Linked DNA regions of Mus musculus: regions 2, 3 and 4 are each linked to region 1. A link is a contact called in public promoter capture Hi-C data. All regions are on one chromosome and are shown on one strand. The core of a region is the stretch at or near the end of the contact, and the rest is flanking DNA. Distances in the headings are between cores, read along the strand shown. Region 1 holds the start of Usp18 (ubiquitin specific peptidase 18). Region 2 holds the start of Adipor2 (adiponectin receptor 2). Region 3 holds the start of Aicda (activation-induced cytidine deaminase). Region 4 holds the start of M6pr (mannose-6-phosphate receptor, cation dependent).

What was found. Promoter capture Hi-C pulls out the DNA fragments that hold promoters and counts their contacts.
Region 2: a contact with region 1 is called in a promoter capture Hi-C map of pre-B cells, with 2.9 times the contacts expected there. The contact joins the promoter of Adipor2 here to the promoter of Usp18 in region 1. A contact is called at or near these places in 2 of 39 promoter capture datasets (the C10 cell line and pre-B cells) and 1 of 115 datasets of contacts at active chromatin or transcription factors (microglia).
Region 3: a promoter capture Hi-C map of pre-B cells shows a contact between it and region 1, with 7 times the contacts expected there. The contact joins the promoter of Aicda here to the promoter of Usp18 in region 1. A contact is called at or near these places in 7 of 39 promoter capture datasets (the 3T3-L1 cell line, 3T3-L1-derived adipocytes, cranial neural crest and 4 more) and 2 of 115 datasets of contacts at active chromatin or transcription factors (astrocytes and large pre-B cells).
Region 4: a promoter capture Hi-C map of 3T3-L1-derived adipocytes shows a contact between it and region 1, with 7 times the contacts expected there. The contact joins the promoter of M6pr here to the promoter of Usp18 in region 1. A contact is called at or near these places in 10 of 39 promoter capture datasets (the 3T3-L1 cell line, 3T3-L1-derived adipocytes, the HPC-7 cell line and 8 more), 2 of 484 Hi-C or Micro-C datasets (erythroblasts and myocytes), 6 of 115 datasets of contacts at active chromatin or transcription factors (the NIH/3T3 cell line, bone marrow-derived dendritic cells, embryonic stem cells and 2 more) and 2 of 9 other capture datasets (embryonic stem cells and liver).

What each region holds. Positions count from the first base shown.
Region 1 is chr6:121,242,931-121,249,104 of GRCm38.p6, forward strand. It overlaps Usp18 (ubiquitin specific peptidase 18), which reads left to right and starts at 2,976. Exons shown (of 11, transcript NM_011909.2): 1 at 2,976-3,132.
Region 2 is chr6:119,385,108-119,391,281 of GRCm38.p6, forward strand. Adipor2 (adiponectin receptor 2) reads right to left here and starts at 3,627. Exons shown (of 8, transcript NM_001355692.1): 1 at 3,375-3,627.
Region 3 is chr6:122,550,923-122,557,096 of GRCm38.p6, forward strand. It overlaps Aicda (activation-induced cytidine deaminase), which reads left to right and starts at 2,887. Exons shown (of 5, transcript NM_009645.2): 1 at 2,887-2,987. The coding sequence starts at 2,980.
Region 4 is chr6:122,306,474-122,312,647 of GRCm38.p6, forward strand. It overlaps M6pr (mannose-6-phosphate receptor, cation dependent), which reads left to right and starts at 2,247. Exons shown (of 7, transcript NM_010749.7): 1 at 2,247-2,693; 2 at 5,761-5,940. The coding sequence starts at 5,762.

The DNA of each region.
Region 1 (6,174 bases), core at 1,726-4,225:
AGGCTGACCTTTAACTTGAAGCAGCCTTCCCTTCCTACTTCTCCTTCCCAGGTGTGGGCATTGCCGATGTGTGCCACCGCACCCAGCCAGAGTACGCTTTCCAGATGATGTTTCTTCTCTCTGATGCCAGAGTGGGAAATTATTACCACTCAGGCTTTCTCAGCTGCCCCCCGAACATCCTTTCCAGCGGAAAGATCCAGTTCAGGGCACGTGGTTTACCTTCACTACCGTGCTCAGGGGCTGTTCCTCATACCTTGGATTTTGATAACCTCGACTAGAAGACAGCTAGCTGATTTGCAGAACATCTGTCACTTGGGGTTACTCAGATGTTTCTGTGGAAGCAATCAGGGCAAAGGTCGGTGACAGGAGAGTAACAGGAGGGAGCTGTGTCCCTTTCTGTTCACGACATCCTGTTACATTCTGTTCCTCGGAGTGACTGCAGCTGTGCAGACACCAGTGATCTCCACTGCTGCGGGAAGGACACGGCTGGCTTTGTGACTACTTAGTGTTTACACCACTTGCTTTATCTGCAGCCACAACGTAGCATGACATGCGGGATGCTGCCGGTCATTGGTGTGTGTTCCTGGGAAAGTCCTTGGACGCTGTGTAAAATACCCAAGCCTCCCCCACTCTCAGTTTACTCAATTATTCACTTGCATTGGTACAGAAAACCATCTTCTGACTTCCCTCCTATTCTTTGAGCATTTGCCTTTCGGCAGAAAGGGGTCTGCTTAGGTTCCTCTTGTGCTTTTCTTTGCCCCAATCCGGGAAACACCATCTCCCTAAGCATCTCTGGTTTCTTTTGTTTGAGAATAACCACTAGAAGCCAGAAGCCATGTTGCCTCTGAGTGTCATCCATCCATGCACTCTCAGTGGGGCAAGCTAGGGAATGTACGCACACATACACACGCACCCCTCTCTAACTACTCACCGAGAACCACGGATCTATGCGAACCCAGAGCTGCAGGTCTTGGGTCCCATTCTTCACCTTCAACTCTATTCCGGGGCAATTTCAAGCAAGTGACCAGTTCTAAACTGTTGTGGATTTGCTCACTTAATTCTGCTTCTGGGCATAACTAGTCTCTCAGCTCTACCAGTGCCCTCTCACGTGGACCCATTCCTCACCCTGCCCGTGTCTCCTCAACACATGGAACCCCACTCCAGTTCTCTAGGCTCTGAGGCCCAGGCGAGCCACATCTGCTCTATATATGAATGGATTCTCTAACTAGAGTAGGTTCTGACATGGGTGGTGGGCATATTGTCTCTCCACCAAACCACCATCCTGGGTCACTGTGGGGCACTGCTGGAATCTACTTCAGGAATGCTTACCAGCTCAGTCTACCACCTGGTTAGAGCCCTGAACTTTTCTGAAAGGCAAGGAGAGACCAGGGGTAAGAGCATGGAGAGTCCTACTAGGAGTTATAATGGGTTCTTGCATCATCTAGGTATCTCCTGTCCATGATTGACACTAGTCCACTCCGTACTGGTACAAATGCCAATCACTTGCTTCACTGAACAAGCAGGGTTGGGAAAAAAAAGTTGCTTGGCTATAAGGAGCTGTTTGCTAATCACCACTGGGAACAAATACAGTTTGTTCCCTAGAACTCTACAGGTACGATATATTGATCAAACTATCACATTTTATAACATCCTCTTTTCATCCTCCCCCCCCCCCCCACCAGTTTTTGATGTTCCTGTTTTTGGATACAACCAAACAGATAGAAGAAGAAGAAGAAGGAGAAGAAGAAGAAGAAGAAGAAGAAGAAGAAGAAGAGGAAGAAGCTGGTCACATAATTGATTGATTTGCAAATGTATTGGAGACTTAATGTATTTGTCCATGATATGTGCAGATGCCACATTGTCTACCTCAACCACTGATCAAGAGACTTTGTTTTACCCTGAGGGCCATACCCCACTTTCTATTTCCAAACATGGACATCTTGGTTTATTTTCAACAGCTGTGTATAACTCATGCTTCACACACACACACACACACACACACACACACACACACACACACACACACACACACACACTATAGGCAGGCAGACATATTTGTATATCTTACGTTGAACTACAATAGCAAAACAGAATATAGACTCTTCCAGATTTCATAAAGTCCTGGTAGCTTTCGATTAGGGGTATGTATCTCTCTGTCATCTTTGTCCAGTGCTGGGGGTAGGGAGTGGAGGACCCCTCTCAGAACAAGCGCATGGGGAAACCTCATTCTGACTAGCCCAGCAGCTAACAGATCCCCCTCTCCCTCAACTTATAGCCTCATATACAAGATACATCTGTAAAGAGCTAGCAAGCATTTCATGTATGTACATCCCAGAGCCTCCAAACCCGGCTCGGCTTAGACTGTATTTGTTCCTCGCAGAGCTGTACCTTCATGGCCACCTCGTGTGCTAACTGCAATGGTCTGCTATTTTCCACAAATGGTGGGACTGGTCAGAGGTCCCGTTAGAATGTTGCTTTCAGCACTTAGCCATTTGTCGTCCTGAGTTAGTCATAACCTCTTTGATAAAATAAAAACATTTTATCCTATAGAATTGGGGTTAAACGTAGAGGCACAAAAGAACATTGTGCAGATAAACTTATCTTCAGTGTTTAAGGATAAGCCTGGCAATTAACAGAGATGAAGTAAATGTTATCGCTGTCTCCTTACCCCCTGGGGACAGCCTCAGCAAGGGAGTTATCTGCTGCTGGCTTTCAGAGCAGAAGGTACAGCAACTGGGAGTATTTCCAATCTTAACATTGCAGATGAAAAAAGAGAGCGTATCCAGGAGTTACCGGGCCAGGTCCGGCTTGTCGTGTCCTGGTGTAGGCGACTGGACTGCGGGTTCTGTAGGGGCGCGTACAACCGCTCCGCCCGCCCGCCCGGTGCCTGAGTTTCGCTTTCCTTTGGATCTAGGGGAAAACGAAAGCTTGGCGGTGAGGGGGGCGTGGCCAGGCGTGCAGAAGGCTTGGCCGGCAGTGCCAGGGCGGCTGTGCCTAGGGGACAGCAGACACTCCTGAGCTGAGAGGCTGGGAGGCAGCAAGACTGCTCTGCTCCGCGGTGCCGCGTCCTCTTCTGTAGCCCTTTGCAGATGCTGCTCGGTCTTCGCTCTTTGGCTTGACTCCGTGCTTGAGGCAAGTTTGGGGCTAACTTTGAAAGTGTCCTTTATCCGCCAGAACTTTGCTTATACATCTCCAGATGATTAGGAATTTCCTTGGGTTCTGCAAATAGTGGCGGTCTGTATTCTTGGCATGTATATACTGGGCCAATGGATTTGCTTCCCAAGCATTTATATTATTCAGACTGTAGTCGTGATTTATGTTTAATTTAAAAAAGTAATTACCAAAGTGGCTTGTTAAAAATTCAAACAATGCAGACAGATGTGTAGAGTTGTTTCTCTTAATTTGCAACTCAGTATCATTTTTATGTATACTTTATCAGAAACATTTCTAATGGATATCTTTAACATTGCTCTGTGTCTTGCTTCTTGTTCTGTGCCTTTCTAGACCAGTATTTTAACTGATGCGTTGTATGAGAAGTGCGGATTTAGTTAAATAATTCATGGACATTTAGGTTCGGTCCTGTTTTTCCTGGGATAGACGTTTTATCAACAAATATCATTTTTATGCTCTTGTGCAAATACTCAGTCACACGTTAGGAGAAACTCCTAAAATAGAAACCAGCGGACTGAGAAACCGGAGAGATTTTTGTCCAGTATCATAAGTCAGGGTGCTTTAGACCTGTTCCCTGGCCTGTTTTTCCATCTTCTGTAAAGAAAGCTAAATATACCTTTAAGAAAAAACAACAACAAAAACCAAACAAACAAAAAAACACAACCTCCCCCAACTCCCCTGGAAGTCCAAGTTTGTGGTGTTTCAAAATTACAACTTAACTTCATACTTAATATCTTTAGAATTAACTCAAAAAGTGAGGCAAATATTTCAGAACATTTTTAGAATGTTTCCTGTGAAGTGTCCTTTGTGTGTTTGAATACCGTCACCTCCTTTGTTCATAAGAACTAACTGGGCAGAAAGTGGCGTAGCAGATGAGGTGTATGCTCCCTTCTGACTCACTACGCACTAGCAGAAGACTTTAAAAAGAGAGAGAGCTTTTTGCTTGCTCTCTCTCTCTCTTTTTCTTCTTCTTTTTTCACTCTGGAAAACCGTGCTTCATGGTCTTGGCACTTTTACGCAACATGATGTTTATAAGGAAGAAAATCACGTTGTCTCCCAATTGAGTGTATCATGTGACTGGGCTGTGGCCAGAGCCCCAATGGGCACATGAAAGGTGTATCAGCATCTCCAGGCTGAGGGCATGTCTAAGGACAGGCTAATGCATATCATCCCACACCGGCCAGAGGAGCCCCAAGTAGTGTGTTAGTCTGGGTTTCCTCTGGAGAGATCTGATTTTGTCTGTTACAGCACCATAGCTCAGAAGAGGCGAGCAGATTGTTAAGAATGAAGGCAACGCCCAGAGCAGTAGTTCATACCTTTAGAAATCCCAGGGATTTTAGCCCTAGGAAGGCTGAACGAGGCAGGGGGAGTAGAGTTTGGATCTGGTGTTTCAGCTCACACTTGTAATCACAGCATTGGAGGGGGCCGAGGCAGGAGTTTTGCTGAGACTCTGAGGCTAGCCTAAGCTACATAGTGAGATCCTATTTAAAAACACCTGTGCGCAAAAGTTTGAGGCCAGGGGATTTCAATACCAGGGCTTGTCTCAGAAGGTTTGAAGACCAGGCTACTTAGATATTGCTGGCATTGTGAATTTTATCGGGCATTTCTATCTGGGAACTGCTCTCCCCAGACCCCCAATGTGTAACAGCTAGGGAGGGACTCACCACCCAGAATTCCCGTATTGTGTCACTGGCTCGCTAGCTCTTGCTCTCAAGACCCTTGCTGATTCTGTAGCCTGTGGTGGTTATTTCCACCATCTCTCCTCATTGCAAGCTTCAGCAAGGATGGAGGTAGTCTTCTGCTTTGGAGTCAGCATGCCTCGAATCAGTGCATGAGTTTGGGAATGCAGCGTTCTCGGAGCTGGCAGCTGTATGCCTGGTTCAGCCTCATCCTGTCTGCCCACTTGCCCGACCATCGTACATCTCCACTTCCTTCCTCATGGTGCTCTGCCTACCTGCCTGTCCTCCATGCGCTGGCTCTGCTACCCAAGCCTGAGCTGTGTGTGTGCTCTGCCCAGTGAGAGAGCTGCTTCCCTCAGGCCAACGCTAGACTATGTCTGTTCCATCTGTCTGTCCATCCGTCCATTAGTTCATTAGCTATTAACTCTGAGTTCCAGATAATGAACTGATTAGCAGTAAACAAAACCTCACGTATTTGTTCTGCTACCAAAGCAAACTGCCTCCGAGCAACAACCCACCTTCCTCCAGCCTCATACCCTTGCCTCCCCACAAAGTAGTTATCTAAATTTGATTTTTACTTTCTATTTAGAATTTTATTTTTACCATACACAAGTATTGACAATTTTCCATTGACATTAAGTTTGAATATATAGTAAGAAATCAAATAATGTTTTCCAAATTTTTCTCGTGGTGGTGGTGGTAGTGATGTGTGTGAGTGTGCGTATGAATATTTGTGTGTGTTTGTGTCTCTGTGGATGTATGCGTGAAGGCCTGAGGTCACCTTCAGTGTAGTTCCTCAGTAGCTTTCTATATTGTTTTTTGAGACAGGCTCTCCTATCCTGGAGACTATATGCAGGTGTGCACAACTGGTTTTTTTATGTGAGTTCTAGGGGGTCAGACTCAGGTTACAGACTGAGTCATCTCCCCAGTCCTGTGATTGGCTGTTCTGAGCAGATATTTTGTTTTTAAAAGATTTATTTACTTTTGATTTATGTGCCCCAGGGTTTGCCTGCATATGTGTGTGCATCACACAGAACAGGACCCTCAGAGACCCTAGAGCTGGAATTCTGAGTTGCCATGTGGGTCCTGGGTTCTCTGTAAGAGCAGCAAGTACTCTTGAGGCTAGGTCATCTCTCTAGCTCCCTTGAGTAAATATTTGGCTTCTGAGATTCAGCCTGTTGTGACATGTGCTGTAGCCTATCCACAGCCATTGATGAATGCACGTTATCTGTGGGCTGTATAATACAAGCCATGCTGATATGATCGTGTTTCACATGTCTCCAAGGACACATTGGAGAATTTCCTTACAGGGGTTTAGATGTAG
Region 2 (6,174 bases), core at 2,377-4,876, 1.9 Mb before region 1:
CACTGGGCTTACATGGAAAGCATTTTCCTGAGCTGAATCGATAGCAACATGCCTCCACCCCATTTTCTCGTTTTTGAGACAGGGTCTCATGAATCCCAGTCTGGCCCTGACCATCGTATGGAGCCAGAAGATGACTTTAAATTCCTGATCCCTCGGCTCCCACCTCCCAAGAGCTGGGGCTGTAGCCCACACACAGCCTCTAAGGAGTCAAAAAGGAAGATAAAGAACTAGGGAGCTCACCACCAGAGAGGTGGGAGTTCATAAACTTTCCAACGTCTATGTCTTAGGACAAAAAGGCCTCTGCAAACACAAAGTAACAAACACCTCTGTTGCTTCACAAACATTTCATCACCTAGTAATAATCAGTCACTGTTTATGACTGTGACCAACCATGTTATAGACAAGAATTCTGTCACCTGGACACAGCCCCACACACCTATGATCAAACATTTAGAAGGGCCAGGGAAACGATTAAGAGTCCAAAGGCCAGCTTGGGCTAAATGGCCAGACTCTTGTCTTAGAAAAAAGGGGAAGGGAAAAAAAAAGAGTGGTTGGGGGGCAGTCCTAACAGTAGTAATCAAAGTTACATTAGAAAAAGAAAAAGAAAAGGAAAAGGAAAAGGAAAAGGAAAAGGAAAAAGAAAAAAAAAAAGAAAAAAAAAAAGAAACAGGTAGCAGGGCCAGCCAAGTGAGCTCCTGGAGCCCATATCTAACTTCAGCTCTAGGGGATCTAATGCCCTCTTCTGGACTCCATGGACACCTGCACTTACACATGCATAAACACTCAAAGACAAACACACACACACACACACACACAATCTTTTAAGTAGCATACATATCGACATTCAGTATCAGCCACTTACATAAAAAGTGTCACCAAGAGTCTACTGGATAATCACCAAAATAACCTAAGTGATATAATTCCAAATAATTTTTACTTTCTTTTGTACTTCCTGACTCATTTTAAGTTTGTACATTGAATATACTTCCCACTCACAACACTTCTGAGACAGGGTCTCAAATTATAACCCATGCTGGTCTTAAACTCACAGGCCTGCCTTGGCCTCCCAAGTACTGGGATTACAGGAAAGTACAACCACAGCCAGGCCAGACAGCCACCACATACTGACTGTTTTCTTTCTCTATTGAAAGCTAATAAAAGTGTTTAGGCTTTACAGCCCATGAGTCTCTAAGACAGCTATGAAACAACTCAACTTTGCACCCCAACAGCAAATCACAGATAATAACCTAAACAACTGCATCTGACTATATCCCAGTTAACCTTGATTTACAACAGGCAGCAGGTAGGACTTGACCTGTAGACTGTGAAGTTTGTCAACTTCTGAATAAAGGGAATAAAAGTTTTATTGTTTTAAACAAAGCGTGACTTACACTGAGTACACTACATAATGATATTACTCATGGGAAATTTTTTTTCATTTGTTTTTAAGTTTAGACAATGAACTCAAGGATGGAAAAACACACTCTTTACGCTCCGGAAATCTTACTCTCATCCACAGAAGATAAAATCTGCTAAGTAGCCCAAAGCCTGAAACATAAACTGGTGGGTAGCCAGTTACAGAGAAACTGGGAAGGTATCTTTCATATTTAATTTGAATTTCTCAAAAAAATTTTATAATTTACCATCAATCTGCTGAAGCCTACAGGTGGAAATCCCTGCTGCTAAAATAATTTAGTTTACAGTTCGTTCACTGTGACAAATTTCAAAGAATGAAGAATTCTATTCTACAAGCAGTGTACAAATGAGCAGGATGTGTGACAAGATCTTAGAGTGGCCTGTGGTAAGAAGACACTTGAAACTTTAGAACTGACAAACATAATTCCCCCTTTAAAAAATTAAGGCTCTGAGCTTTATTTTTTGAGTTGTATTGGTGGTGCACATCCTTAATCCCAGCCCATGGGAGGCAGAAACTGGTGGATTTCTGAGTTCAAGGCCAGCCTAATCTACATGAGTTCCAAGACAGCCAGGGCTACAGAGTGAGACCATGTCAAAGGGAGGGCGGGCTTTGAGTAGAGCATCTGTCCATACCAGGATTCTGGACTCATAGGTAAGATTTAGAAATTAAAGCTTGCCTGAACTACATTGATCCTGCCTGTCTTCACAACATGGTAGGTGATTCATGCTAACACACAGAAGGCTGAAGCAGGATTCTTAATGTTTGGGCTACAGAGTGAGACCTGCACACCCTCACCCACGAACAAACAAAACAAATACACTTAGTTGGGAAGTGTTTTATGAACAAATAAATTTTAAAATCCTAAAAGACTGCAGTATTTTTACCTTGCTCCTTGGGGAGCAGGGGTAAGCATTCTGCTTTGGGGAAACACAATGAACACAGCAACACAAGAATTACAGGCCATCAAGTGAGATGGCTAAAGAGTATGCTTGCCAGGCAAATTTTCAAGACCTTGCCGCCTGAGTTCGATACCCGGAACCACATAAACGTAGACGATGATCAACTTTTACCAAGTTGTTCTCTAACCTCCACACGTGTGCCATGAACACAGGAGTCACACAGAAACACACCATAATAAACTGGATAATTTTAATTTTTTTAAAGTTTTTTTTTCTTTAAATGAGACAACCAGAGTAAAACATAAATGCAACTAAAAGATCATTTCCACTAAAATACTAAAACCACCAATGAAGCATTGTACCTACCAAATCCCAGGTGGTCATGTCATTTATCAAAAATTCATTGCTCAACGCTCTCGTGAAGTTTTCAAACTCCAGAAACAAATGTTTAAATCAAGGTCAAAAAAAACAAAAGAAGAGACTCATTAGCTGTCTGGTCTAGCGCTCCCTCGGACTCATCAAAACTTATTTTATAGCCGTTTCCAGCAATTCTCTAACAAGCTAACCACTGGCAAATAAAAACCCAAAGGGGCTCAGAACTGGGCCCAAGAACTATCCCGCAGTGACAGCCTGACGCGCCACCTAAGGAAAGGTGAGGGCAACCTTCCCATCCCAGTGGTTGGAAAAGTCGCGCTGAGCACAAGCCATCCGAAGCAAGCCTGCCAGAGAAATCCCTAGAAGTGGCAGAAGACACCAACTAGAAGTCGGGGCGGGAGGATTTCAGTCTCCGGCCATCGCGGGGGTACCGGCTCCGAAATCGACTAGAGACGGAGCGAGGGGCTTCGGACTCTGCCCCGCGGCGGGGACAGGGCAGCGGGCGCCCGCGACCGCAGCTGCACGGAGCGCGGCCCCGGCCCCCCCCCCCACCCCACCCCCCCGGCCGCTGCTTGGGCCCCGCACCAGGCGCGCGGCCGCAGGTCAGAGTTCCGGCCGCGCTCGGAGCCGGCCAGGCGCGCGCTCCCGGCCCGCGCCGGGGACACCTGTCCCTCAGCCCTCACCTCCTTCCGACCCGGGCAATCTGCTGAGCCCGGGAAGCCGCGCTCGAGCCACAGCCCTTCGCCCGAGTTAGCGGCCGTCTCACCGCGCGGCTCGGGCGCCTCGGGAAGCAGCGCCTCGGGGAGGGAGAGGGGGGGCGCGGAGGGAGGGGGCCGCTCGCTGGAGCCGCCACCGCCGCCGCCGCCACCGCGGTACCGCGTCGGGACTGTGCTCGCGCCGCCGCGACCGCCGCCGCCGCCGCCGCCGCGTCTCCCCGCCTCCGCGCCCGCGCGTAGCCGTGACGCGCATCGCACGAGGCGGGCCGAGCCAGTAAGACCACACCCCGTGCGCAGCCGCGCTGGCCTAAACCGGAAGCCTCCCCTCGGGAGGCTTTGGAAGCGTGATGCATCTTGGGAGTTGTAGTTCGGCCGGGTCCACAATGTAAACAGTGCGGGCAGAGTGCCTCGGAACGCTCACCCAGCTTCCTCGACGATTTCTGAAGAGATCTGAGAAGGGAGTGGGCCGCCACGGTTTAATGACTCGGGATGGAGCGTGTGTTTGTGTCAGCGGCCAACATAATGCTAGGCGTCGTCTTATGAAGGTTTCAGGATTCCGAAAGCGTTTAGTCAACTCTTCCTCAAACAGTAGGGCTTGTTTTTATTACCGTACTAACGTATGATTGATTTATGCCCTACCACTTCTAGAAGATATTCAAAATTATTTTCAATGGTCGATTGCAAACGACTTAAGCATTGTGTCTGTTTACCCAGAGGGAATGATTTGCTACGAGTGAGCTTTCCTATTGAACCAGAACAAGGAACTATAGGAGCTGGTGTGCAGAGGAAAAAAAAATGGTTTCTTCGTGTTCAGTTGTAAGAGGATTGTATCTGTCACACTCTTTAGTTCAAAACTTAATACACGTCAAAGTAAATTCGGAAGCTTTAGTTTAGACCTTGGAGGAAGCTTATTGTTCTTGCCTTTAGACCACAATCGGTCTCATAGCCAAGAAGCTAAAATGTGATGTTGAGCGATTGGAGGGAAGCAGACATGGAAAACTCTTCAACGAGGAAAAGCACTAGAGAGGTTAAAACAAGAGGATCTTGCATGTACCAGATCAGCCTGGTGTACATCGCGAGCCAGGCCAGCCTTGGCTATACAGAGTGTAAAACCATGTCTCAGAAAAAAAGAAACGAAAGAAAGAAAGGGAGAGAGAGAGAAAGACAAAGACTTGGCTACTAAGACTGAGAAAGACAATTGTACCTTTCCCATCAGAAAACAAATGCAGGCATTTGGGAATTATAAATGTGGCCCAAGGCTGGAAATATAGCTCAGTGGTAAAGCTATAGCCACTCCAAAAGCCTCGATTCCATCAATAACTTAAGGGGGGGGGGGGTGCGGGGGGAAGGATCCATAATAAATAGGGCAAAAAGAGAAGTTTTTTTTTCAGGCTGAATATAAGGTATCCCCTAAGGAAGACAGACTTAAGATAGACCATTATCTTACCAGGTATGGGGGCTCACACCTTAATTCCTAGCACGTGGGAACTGGTATAGGACGGCTGCAGTGAGTTCATGGCCAACGTGGGCCACAAGATGAGTTCCAGGTCAGCCAGGGCTAAAATGAGACCCTGCTTCAACAAAGGAAAACAAAACCCCCTCTCAAATCTTTCCTGCAGAGCTTTCTTTTAAGGATGCTTCTTTGATCAAAGCTTCTGTCTCCAGGAACAGGGTTTTTAAGAGAGCCCGCCATTTCCCCTCCTACCTCTCAGCTTGGCCTCTTGAACTGATCTCACTGTCAATCACTACATGCAATTTCTGATGCTTCTATAATGATGAAACAAACCACCTTATTTCCTCAAAATGCCCACCCACACCTTCTCAGCTAATGAGGATCTTTGCCACTCTCCCTACCCTCAAAGGGACATTCCTGAGTCCCACTGCCCAACTGGCTTCACCCTTATCCTTACCTAAATGGCATCACCAAATGTTTCAAAGCAGATTTGTTTTTTCCAGATCTCTTTCCCTGGCTATGCCCTTGTTGATTTGTACAGGTTGTCTCTTGATTGGCTATTCACACATCACAGAGAACTCAGCAATGTTCAGTATCTCCCCATATCAGCTATGAATCTTCAAAATCAAAATCTCCCTTCTGGTGTTGAGTATTTGTTTTTGCAGCACTAGAGACTGAATTTAGGGCCCTGTAGATGCTTAGGCAAGCCTCCTCCTACATCTCTGCCATGGTAGAGGATAGCTTTGTGGAATCTATTCTCTCTTTCCATTATGCGGGTCTGAGAGTTGAAGTCAGAGCATCAGTCAGAGCCTCCCCTTTCCATGCTGAGCCAGCCAGCACACATGCCCAGTGTCTCCATTCTTAAGGTGTTACAGTTTTCCACAGAGGGGAAGTCCTGCATCTTCTACAGCAACAAACGACATTTCCTTCTACCCTACCGCATACCAGTCACTGTGACCAACTCTGCCCTGTGGTATAGCCAGTTTAATAAAGTCATCTCTGAAACTTGATGACAGGAAGACATTATATTGAGTAATATTCATAATCCAGCTGAGGCTTCAATGACATGTTGACAGGTTGCTGACATAATGACAATGAACTTGCTCCTAGAGCGAACTTAGCCACCTTTGTAAAAGTCAAGTCAATAGCCAATGAAAATGGAAGATGTATCTAAAATTCTAAAGCCATAAGCAAATGGTAGGGCAACTCCTAATTCAAAATAAAACGAAAACTCTATATACCATTGTTCATGTAAACCATTGTTCATGTAGACGGTTTGAAGTTGGATTCAGTGTTCCTCCTATGAAGAAAAGT
Region 3 (6,174 bases), core at 1,637-4,136, 1.3 Mb after region 1:
TGGTTTAAATTTTAGAAACAAACAGACCTGCTACGCAAGCATGCATTCTGAGTACTCAGAAGGCAGAGGCAAGAGGAGCCGGAACTCAGCCCCCTGACTTGTCTCTGCCCCACAAAAGGATGAGAAAGGTTTAGGTTCCGAGTGTAACCATTGCCACAGAATCCTGCACTTAAGCAAAGAAACAAGCAAGCAAACAAACAAACAGAAACGCCACAGACAAACAGAAGATAAGCATCAACAATACGCTGCTTTTCTCCGGTCCAAAAGGCCCCAGTTTGCCTAGAGAGACCACGCAGAGCCTGCGCAGCCACATTCAGAGCAAGCCGCAGTGGTGTGGAACCTCTCCTTGAAGACGAGAAAACATTTCCTTTCTTTATTTCTATGTTTTGTTTTTTGTTTTTGTTTTTTAGCAGGGTTCCATGATTGTCCTGGAACTGGACACATAGCCCAGGCTAGTCTCAAACTTCCAGGAATCCTCCTGCCTTAATCTTCAGAATGCTAGAATTCTGATCGTGTACGACTGCCATACTTGTCTTGGGGGCGGGATTGCCTGTTCCGCTGTCTGTCTGGCGACAGGGTTTCACTATGTAGCCCTTGGTTGGTCTGGAATACCTTTCCTTCTTTCTTCCTTAAACATTTGAAAGATTTATTTATTTTATGTATGTGAGTACACCGTAGTTGTCTTCAGAAGCACCAGAAGAGGGCATCAGATCACAATAAAGATGGTTGTGAGCCACCATGTGGTTGCTGGGAATTGAACGCAGGACCTCTGGAAGAGCAGTCAGTGCTCTTAACCACTGAGCCATCTCTCCAGCTCGCCCACTGGCTTCCTTGCTTGCTTTTTCTTAAGTTTTATTTATTTATTTATTTATTTATTTATTTATTTAGTTATTTAGTTATTTATTTAGTTATGTATATTGGTATTTTTTCGAAGAGGACATCAGATTTCATCTTAGACGGTTGTGAGCCACCATGTGAATGCAGAGAATTGAACCCAGGTCCTCTGAAAGAACAGCCAGTGCTCTTAAATACTGAACCATCTCTCCAGCCCCTGCTGCTCCCTGTCCCTCTCCCTTTTAAAGAAATGGTGTCAGTCAGAACAGGCAAGATGGTTCCATGGATAAATGTCCTTGCTGCAAAGCCTGACTACTTGAGTTCAAGCCTCAGGATCTACATGGTGGACAGAGAGGACCAAGTCTTGTAAATTGTCTTCTGACATCTACACATAAGCTCTGGCCCTCGTGCCTCATATACCCCTCCACTGCCAAGCACAGCAATATATATATAATTTTTTAAAATGTAAAGAAATCACAACATCTCTGCCAATATCCATCAAGTCGGCCCTTTGGGAGGCTGTGTACGTGTGTCTCAGTATGTCATTCCCTGGACAATTGGCCAAAGTAGGGCAAAGGTCCGGGCCTCATCCTGTGAGACAAGTTAGAGGGACTTGTCCACCCACCACCTGGGTTCCCTTAACCCTGTAATGTCACGGCTGGTGCTGGTTACTCCCGGTGCCCTGAAATTTTTTTCCCAGGAATTCATTAATTCACTAGTGAGGGAAATTGTGTCTCTGATAGTGATGTGATAATGCAGAGGAAATTAATTAGAGGAAGAAGGAGGATGGGGGCTCATTAACATTTCAGATATGATATCCAGGGAAGGCTAAACTGCCAGGGAGTAAGCCAAGTCCTGAACTATGAGACTTTGCACAGAGAGATTTCACAGCAACAAAATAGGGGCAGGGGCATGTGCTGTGTGCATGCAACGGGATCCAGTCTCTAGCTCAAGACTGGTCTGGTCTATATAGAAAGTTCCAGACCAGCCAGAGGAGCTACATAATGACACCCTATCTAAAAAAAGGAAGGGAAGGAAGGAAGGAAGGAAGGAAGGAAGAAAGGAAGGAAGGAGGGAGGGAGGGAGGGAGGGAGGGAGGGAGGGAGGAAAGAAGGAAGGAAGGAAGGAAGGAAGGAAGGAAGGAAGGAAGGAAGGAAGGAAGGAAGGAAGAGTATAAGAAAGGAAGGAAGGAAGAAAGCAAAGGATGTTCTTCCAGATGATCAGGGTTCAGATCCCAGCAACCACACATGGTGGCTTTCAACCGCCTGCTGGTCCTCTGCAATAGAAATAAGTGCTCTTAATCACTGGGCCAGCTCTCCAGGCCTCCAGTAAGGTATTTTTAATGAGGAAAAAGAGTTCTTTTTTAAAAAAAAAATACTTTTTGACACACACACACACACAAAATTAAAATAAATCACTTTTTGGTGCAAGCAACTAGTCTTTCTAGCTATCTTATAATGTCATTTTAAAAAAAGAAAAATATATTAGAGAATTAGGAGGCTAAAGTTCACTCTCTGGATGCTGTGGTGGTCAACCCCCATCTCTACTGAGGCATAAAACTGAGTGTAACAAACGGAAGGAACAGATACTGTAAGTTCAAGAAGCACAAGATGCATTTAAGGCCACTTTAAGTCACTATGACTGCTATCATTCTTGTTATCACAATTTTAAAATTAGGAAGCATGCACAGACCTTAGGTGTGATACCTGGGACCCCCCCACACACACACACACACACACTCACAGAGCTCATTATCATGATACCAATGTGAAAAGTGTCCAGTGCTATTGTCTCCTGATCTTTGTTACCTGTGGTACCTGGGCTGGCTTTTTAGAGGAACAGCCTCGAAGGAAGTTGGACATTAAGCATGAGCAGAACTGCCCCCCGCCCCCCAATCATTTAATCCGTGTGGCTCTGCCCACCACAGCCCCGCCCATCTTTACTGGACCCAACCCAGGAGGCAGATGTTGGATACCTGGTGGTAGTGATGCTGTCGTGGGGGAGGAGCCCACAAGAGCAAGCTCAGATTTGAATGCCAGGGGCCAGTGCTCTGTCACACAACAGCACTGAAGCAGCCTTGCTTGAAGCAAGCTTCCTTTGGCCTAAGACTTTGAGGGAGTCAAGAAAGTCACGCTGGAGACCGATATGGACAGGTAACAAGACAGTCTCATCTGCTTGTGCATGTGCTCCAGTAGTGCTGGCTGCCTGTCTGGATGGAGGCTTTGCCTGTCAGTGCGCGAATTTCCTCGTCTGCTTGCCACCCTCTGCTCAGGTCTTTTGGGTTTTGGACCTAACTCTGACCACGAAGTTCTTCCCTTCCCCCGGTTTCTCTCTTCTCTGTGTTGCTAGAGATAGGAAGCCTTGACTTGTCCTGAGATTTGGGCAGAGCTAGAGCCGGCTTGTGGTAATAACAGCGAAGCCTTAGAGGCCCGCGCCACAAAGAGGTCGTAGCAACTCCTTACTAAAAACAGTAGTGGTTATTTTCACAATTATTTGGCAAATATCCAACATCTTAAGACTCGCATGGGGAGTCTTTACAGGAATTATTTAGTTATAGCAAGAAGATTTGTACTTCTCAAAAAAAAAAAAAAAAAAAAAAAAACTAAACATTTGAGATGAATTGCTTGCAACTCATTACAATGGTGTCTATTGAAGGAGAGAATTTCATTAAGACAGGCAATTTAGTGTTATAGACTCAACTGTTAGACACTTGGTGACATTTTTACTGTTTAATTCATCTATGCAGAGATTTCTTAGCTTCTTGAAAGCTTTTATATGCAGCTCATGATGAGCCATTATCAGAAATTTCTCTCTTGATTTTTACATTTATTGCCAGTGTGTGAGTCACTATGCCTAAAGCCCATACACTTGAGCTCACTTCCGTTTGGCTATGAGGTTTAGAATATGGAGTTAATATAGCTAATGGTAGCAGGGTGTTCTTCAGATTCCAGATTTTTCCTTTCTTGTCTTCCTTCTTTCTTTTTGTTACCCTTCTCCTACCCCCTCTTCTTCTCCCCCTCCTCCTCTTCCTCCCTCCTCCCCATCTCTTCCCCTCCTCTTCTCCCTCCTCCCCCTCCTCTTCCCCTTCCCCTCTTCCCCCTCTTCCTCCTCTTCCTCCTCCTTCTCCTGCTCCCCATCTCTTTCCCTCCTCTTCTCCCTCCTCCTCCTCCTTTTGCCCCTTCTCCTCTTCCCCCTCCTCCTCTTCCTTTTCCTTCTCCTCCTTCTCCTCCTCCCTCTCCTCCCCCTTTCCTCCTCCCACTCTCCCTCACCCCTATCAGGGACCACATTGAAGACCTCACACATGCTAGACAAGTAATCTGCCACTTAATTACATCCTGAGCCCTCAAAAAGCAAACAGACAGACAGACAGACAGACAAACAAACAAACAAACAAACAAATGTTCACAGGAGGCAGGCAGACAGCATGAGCTGCTTCTGGGTTTATAGTGAATTTTGAAACCAAATCTGAGATCTATGTCCTGATGGAGAAGGGTCCGAGAGAAATGCATGAGCATGGCAAAATGCAAAGCAAAGACGAGGCTGAGATTCAGGGAGAAGCAAACAAGACAGTGGAGAGACACAGGATGGCACGGCATGGACTGGAGCAAGGGCAGCGGGTAACTCAAGGCAGCCCTGCTACTAGGCTGGGATTATTTTTAACCCCTTGAGTCTGGTTTGCATTGCTGGGGAAGCAGCTAAGGTTCTGCCTCAAGGAGCACAGCTGTCTCAGCAGCTGGCGATCTACAGGTTTGGGACACCACCTAGCAAAGTCCTCCTTACCGGGAGGGACATCCCGAGGAGAGGGAGCTGGAAATAGGCTCCTAGCTAGAGTTGAGGGGAGTGCTGGATGGAGGTGCCCAGTCCACAGGTCAGGACTGTGCAGCTCCTCCCACCGTGGCTGGAATCTTAAAATAGAAACAGTCTATTACATCTTCCTGTGGTTCAGACACAACTCTTCTATTTGAGACACATCCTTTCTAAACTCCAAGGATACCTTTCCTTCATAATTTCAGCATCCACCCCCAATACACACTCATAAATACACAAACACACACACAGAGTAAGAGAGAGAGAAAGAGAGAGATAAGCACGTATGTACACTTGCTACCCACAGTATGTAGGAAAAGTTCTCTAGGGCTGTGTGTACGGCTCTGTGGCACAGCACTCACTAGCAGGTACAAGACTCCATGTTCAACCCACTGAAAAAGATTCTCTACTTTTCCCATCTAGGTAACACAGGAAGTTTAGTTAAATAGAAAGGGAATTTATTGCTAAGAGATGAAGTTTAAGCTGTTTAAAACTGGCTGGATTAGAGAGATACCTGTGCTTATTATTATAACATGCTGAGTTTACCTGTACTGTGGTGGTGATGATGATAATGATGCTGTGTCATCACATAGCCCCCGTGGCTTAGAATTCTCCATGAAAGTCAGGCTGGCTTCCATTACAGAAAGATCCACCTGCCTCTGCCCCCCTTCGCCCCCAAGTTCTGGATTTAAAGGTGTGCACACCATGCCCAGCTTCTAAAGGGTTTTTATAATTTAGTGATGAATGTAGACATGGAGGTACTATGATCGTTATCATGGTAAATTACTATTTCAAAATAAAGCTATGATCATTAGAGGCCAAGACAGGAGGACCATGAGTTCGAGGCCAGCTGCAGCAACATAGAGATTTCCAGACTAGCATGGATCCCGCAGCATGAGCATGTCCCCAAAACAATTTTGTTTTTCCAAAAGTCAGGGACTGTCACGTGTGTTGAACTATCATTAAAGCATGAGCTGTGAACGTGTGAACATGCATTCAATGATAGTATATGGTTATTTATAGTGGCTCTAACCACTGCAGCACCAAAGCGGAACATATCCAAATTTCAATCAGCACATAAATGAATAAACAAAACATGTTCTACCCATACAATAGAATATTGCTCGGCAGGAATAAGGAGCCAACTTCTGATATTTGGGTGAATATAAAATTTACTATGTTCCGTGAGAGCAGTTACACAGGAAGGAGGAAACGTGATTTATATGAAATTATAGAAAGTTAGAAATAATTTACATTTACAGAGAGCAGGTCGGCGGTTGCCTGGGTAAGAGGAGAAAGAACAGCCAATAGCGACATAGAAGCTTTAAGAAGCCTAGAAATGTCTCCTCTGATGGCCCTGGCAGTCTGGGCTGCGGACCTGCCGGCATTCACGGAGCTGTAGATTTTAAGCGAGTGGAGCTCACTATGTAAATTGTATCTCAACAACAACAAAAGTGAAAAACGGTTTCAATTCTCTTGCATCAAAACCGTATTCAAATTCCTAACTAGCTCTTAAAAAAAAAATCATTGCAC
Region 4 (6,174 bases), core at 997-3,496, 1.1 Mb after region 1:
CCAAGTGACCCTTAAAGCAACATAGACAATGGCTACTGCCTTCGGTTGCCTCTCAGAGGTCAAAGGTAAGCTCCTCTTGCTGAAGACACAGCACATCTAGGATACAGGGCTCAGACTGTATGAGCTCGATCTAACCCGAAAGCCGCATTCCTGCAGTATAGCTTCCAAGGTACCAGAAAATACTCTACAAGGTGCCAGAGAAGGGGCAATTCATAGTCCTACCCAGCTGTGGTACCTATAAATCGCAATGGCCAGCATAGCAAGACATCCATAAAGGTACAGTAGATGTCCCTCATATGTTGGTGGTAACCAGCGGCTGTCTGGTTGGACTTAAGGCCCACTCAGCAGGAGGAAAATTATACCTGGTACTAGAAATCTAACTTCCCAGGGCTGGTAGGATCTTAGAAGAAAATGTACTACCAATTTGCAAGGTCAGCATAATTCCTAACTGCATTCGAAATCATATCCTTAGGCCCACAGATAAGTGTAATTTCACCATATATCAAATAAGCATTTGTTTACAGCAAATGGAGACCATTGTAGCTGGTCTTTGCGACTTTGTGGGTTCTTCTTTCCTCCACCCTTCTCTCCCTCTCTTCCACTCCTTCAACATCCTAATATAGATAGGAGGGAAAAAAAGGATAGAGGGGAGAGAGGAAAGGAATGAGATCTCTGAAATCTAATTTCCCTTCTTGTTTCTTCTTTGAGCACAACTACTAACAAACCGTAACCACCACCACCACCCCCAATGATCAACAACCACCCCTGCCTCTCTGCACATACCCTCTGAAAAGTTCTCAGAATTCCAAATACCACCACAGAAACTATCAAACATATTTGCCTTGTGCTCTAGCAGGGACTAGCAAAAACCACGTCCCCTGTCAGAGCACAAGGCAAATATCATAGCCAGCTGTTGTGGACAATCTGAAGCAGCCCCAAATCCCACACCTGGGATCAAAATGGAAATATGTTCTTAAAATTGTTTTCTGTGTTAAAGAAGCCAAAATTCCAAAATTCTCACTACAGACCATCACAGAAAACCATGACAGGACACGGTGCAGAGATCAGCAGGTGGTGAGGGGCCTAGCCACAGTGGCTACCTCTACATCACAGCTCCTGCATCTATGACTCAGGACACATAAAAAAAGAGGGGGGCTGGAAAAACCGTAAGAGCTGCAATACCAGGATGTCTGGTGTGAAACAGTCTCATAGAAATGGTGGCAAAAACAAGATCTAAACAATGGCGATATCAATATGCTAACAGAGAAGTGAGGCTATGCCATACAAAGTGATCATCCTTGAAATCATGTACATACAAACATAAACAGATTCAGCAGGTTGTAGTGTATCTATGCAAATATTTGTAACTATAACAATTAAAGAAGATGAGACCATCAGTCTGAGTGGGGGACATGGGGAGAGCTGGGTGAAGGGGCCTTCGAAAGAAATGGAAGAAGGAAAAAGTCAGAAGAAGGGGAAGTAATTATACTTTAATTAAAATGTATTAAAACTTTTAAGTTAACTTTTTTAAAAAGTATAGGACACTACGGTGTTAGCAGTTTAAGCACAGTTCTACCTCTGACATGAATCCCTATCTAAGCAGAGTGAGGGAGGTGCATGCAAAAGCACGTGAGAGTAAAAGGGGCATGAGCAGCTAAAGCCAAAAGAAACTTCAGAGGAAGAAATGAGTAACCTGGAGAGCGAATCCAGGAAGCCGCAATTGTTTCAAACCAAGCTCTAAGAACAACTAGGGCTTGAGAAGTGGATAATAAATCCAAGGAGTCTTCAAATGACCTTACCAAAGGCACAAAGACACGGGTCCCCCCAAACTGAAGTACAGGCTAGAGGGCCGGCACACATAGGGCAGGCGCCTTTGATATATGCCTTTGACAGTATGCTTATCTAGCAAGATGCCACAATAGGAAAATTCATTGCCCAGGTAACAGTAACAATAGTTATGTCCCGAAAGAATTAGAAAATTCTGAACAAAGAAAATCAAGACAGGCAGGACCTATAACATTCCACTGTCTGGGTAGCAGAGTCAACTGCAAACCAGAAGCGAGCCCAGCCGACTGATGGCTAAACAGCGCCTCACAGAGGCCACCAAGGTAGCAGAAGAGTCCTAGAAACTACAACTCCCAGAGAGCTTCGGGCGAGGGAACTACAACTCCCAGCAAGCCCAAGGAGCGACACTCTTTGTAGTTCCACAGATCGCCCTCACGTACTGTCTTCAGACCTATTGGGACACCTGGCGCATGACCCCGCGTGGATGAGGAGCGCCCGCCCAGAGTCCCTGGAGGCGGAGCTCGAACCTCATTGGTAGAAAGGCGACCCGAAAAGAAGAAACTGATCTTGACAATCTCCGAGTGATTGGAGTTGATGGGACCGGGGAACAGCGAACTAGGCTGCTGACCAATCAGCGTCCAAAAGAGAGACCAGGGAACCAAGGTTCTGCGGTCACACGCCGCGGAGTCTAGTGGGAGGAGCAGTTGCTCAGCAGGCTCTCGCTGCTTCCTGTTTCCGGCTTCTGGAGCGGGGCGCATTGAGGCGCCTAGGGAAGCGCTGGCTTCAGAGAGGAATCGAGGGACTGGGGTCTGCGCCCCCGCACCCCTGATCTCCGGACGCGTCTTCCAACCTCAGAGACACATTCTTGGGGGCTTCTGAGCCGCGGTTGCTCTGTTTTCCCGTGACACGTGAGTGTTGGGGGCGTGGAGGAAGCGGGCTGGGGTCCTCGCACACCTCTGTACTGAAGGAGGTGCGGACCAGGACTCTCGCTTGGCCGTGGTTCTGGCTGGAGATCCTGCTAGGGAGCCCTAGGGAGGACTTGAGGCAAAAGGCATGAGAACGGAGAACGCCAGACTTCTAGGAGTGAGGAAGAGGAGTTCCAAGATCAGAGAGGGATTTGAGATGTTTTGAAGGTTGGAAAAGGAAAGTGCTCATGTGTGAAGTGTTAACTGGATTCTTGTAGAGAGAATTTTGACCTGTATCGTGGGAGTAAAGTGGCGTCATGGCGTCATTTGGGGGTAAGGTATGACTTTGAGTAGATAGAAGGCGAGAATTTCCAGACTCCTGGAAGAAGTTCGAGGAAGGTCTGTTAGCATGGTGTGGAAAAGAGTGACAAGAGTGTCTTGTGTTTCTGTGGAGACTTTGAAGCACAGAACTACCTCCTTGGGGCACTTTAAACATTGGGCCTTTCTGCCAGTTGAGACTGATCTTAAACGTGTTGGCTGCAATGAACCAGGAGGAAGAAAATAAAGCCCTCCATTAGAAAATGGAAAACGGCCATGAGTGGAAAAATGCGTGCAGGGCTGAATGAGGTCAGCAGTTTCCCAACCCCTAACTTAGTCACTCGGCGTCCTATAGAGAATGTTTCAGCATTGCCACTAGATCTGTCTCTATAGAATAAGAAAGGGGAATTCTCAAGAGCCTAAGATCCTGTTTTACAGCGTCTGAGAGTTATAAGTGCTTGCACTCTGGGGATCTCTTTGGACCATGCTAAATAGGAACTGCCCAGCTTTCAGTTTTATCCTGCTCTCTATTTGGGCCTGTATTTATCAGAAGTTTGACCACAAATGCCTTCATGGCATTAAGTCATCCAGGTTGATTTAATATTTGTGTAGCCTAGGACAAGTAACTCAGTGAGCAACTCTAAGCGTCAGACCCCTCATCTTTTCTAGGCTGTGTAACTAACACAATGCAGGCATAGCATTTCAAACATACACCACACTGAATCAAGGAGAAGCAGCTCAAAATTAGACTCAAATCTTAAGCTGGGAGAAGTGTAAAGTTATTCTTCTACTAACTTTTTGAACGTTTAAGCAAATGACAAACAGTTCCACTCATCCAGTGCCTACCGTGGCTTGTTTTAATTTTTTCATCCTGTCCCAATTTTGTGAAATTCTTTGCCCTAATTTGGGAAGAGAAAGCAGCAACAGTTAACAAATGAGGAAATAACTTGGAGGCCAGAGTGCACAGCATTCATTCTGTGAGAGCATCCCTCCAGGATATGTCCTGGGGAGCAAGCGCCTCAGAGCCCAGAATGTTACTTTTTTTAAATTAAATCCTGAGAGAACTTGCAGAAAATGGCACCGAGTAGGTTAACAGAGGAGCTCTAGGTGAGGTGACCGGTTGAGCAATAGCTGAGCTCAGGGGAGGGGAGAGCTTAAACCTGGGCTCCTTGTTACAGTTAACTTCCAACTTCCTGGTCTGTTTTAAAAAGGAGAAAGGCAGCTCTGGGTTGGCTCCCTTCTGGATAGATGACTCTGGAGCCATCCATCTTACTCCATTAGCTGTGTCAGTGGCATTTGTTCTGTTTGTCCTGTAATTTTTACTTGTGAAACAGAGACCGTTAAGTTTAATACATGGTTTGGAGAGGATTGACTAGTTAATGTCTGGTAGCATTTCAGAGAGTGCCTGGCTGAAGGCTGTCCCTCTGCTGCACATGTTCTGTAATGTCCTATCTGAGATGAGTTAGGAGTGCCTTTGACCTCTTGGCTACGTGTGATTACTGGGTGGAAATAAATGCCTTGTAAATGTTTGTATTGGTGAGTTGATGTGGGGGGCGGGGGAGTATGGGTAAGTGTGTTACCCTCCCTGCATATGGGAAATGGAAACTCAGATGTACCTTTCAGGGAGAAAGGGAAATGAATTTAGAGCACAGGGTTAGAGCTTTCACTCTCTTGTGGAGAATGTCTGGAAGAGTTAACTGTCAAAAAAAGAGTAAAACCATTATAAAATAAACAATGTCAATGGCCTGAAGGGTTACTAATAGATACTAGTAGAAGCCTTGTGCAAGCATCAGTCACTATGGCCTAACTATGAAGGTAGCCAGCTTTTCAACATTGAAATAGAACATTGTCATCCACGAATATGTTGGGCTGCATTCACAGGTATCAGGGGATATATGTGTCCAATGGGCCATAGTTTGGATGGGCCTGTTAGAATAATACAAACAGAAAGTGAACTCAGAACTTTAGAGTGTAAAAAGACAGCCATCTTACTGAAAGTTTAGCTGGCCTTAAGATTTGTGACTTGAAGGGGCGAGGTAGATTTAGGAAGACTTCTGGTCACTCCTTTTGACCCAGTGAGTTTTCTTCTGTGATTGGGTGATTTTTTTTTTTTTTTCCCCAGAGAAATGGCACATAAGTAATTGAGGTGAGTTAAGGTACTATGGCTGCTTCACCCACATTCCACATGCTTCCAGTGAATGTGAAGAAAGATTGTTGGATGTTCCCTACTGATATGTTAGGGCCCAGCAAAGTCAAGCTTCTCTCTCTTCCTTACATTTTTCATAATAACTTCAAGCTAGGATCTGTGTAAACCATGATGGGATGTTCCAGGGAAGGCCACTGACTTAGGCTTTATTTATAAACTAGTATTTGACTTTGAAAAATGGGATACTACAACATAAATTCATCAAACAGTAACAATGCAAAGATGGGTGCACCCTGGCTTATATTTTCTTCCTCTTAACATCCCCCTCCCCCATTTGTTTCGCTGGGTTTTGGGTTTTAGAGGTTTTTGAGACAGGTTGTCTCACCAAGTATCTCTTGCTGGCCTCAAATTCACAGAGGTCCATCTGCATCTGCCTCTGAGTGTGGAGATTAAAGGCATTTGGCTCTACACTGAGCCCCCGTTTGTTTTGAAGCAGTCATGCTTTTTGCAGAGTCAAAATGCCATTATTTTTTGCACAGTTGTGTGATTGATCTGTTTTGTTTCTCTCCTGATCCTGCCTTCACCTTCAACACACTCTTCCAAAAGAATGTTCCCCTTCTCTGGCTGCTGGAGGACTGAACTGTTATTGTTGCTACTCCTGGCTGTGGCTGTGAGAGAATCCTGGCAGATAGAAGAAAAATCGTGTGACCTGGTAGGAGAGAAGGATAAGGAGTCAAAGAACGAGGTGGCTCTCCTGGAGAGGTTACGGCCACTGTTTAACAAAAGGTAAAGAACCCAATGGGGGGCTGGAGAGATGCCTCAGCGGTTAAGAGCAATGACTGCTCTTCCGAAGGTCCTGAGTTCAAATCCCAGCAACCACATGGTGGCTCACAACCATCTGTAATGAGATCTGATGCCCTCTTCTAGGGTGTCTGAAAACAGCTACAGTATGCTTACATATAATAAATAAATCTTTAAAAAAAAAAAAAAAAGAACCTGAGAGGGAAGAAACTATCTAAG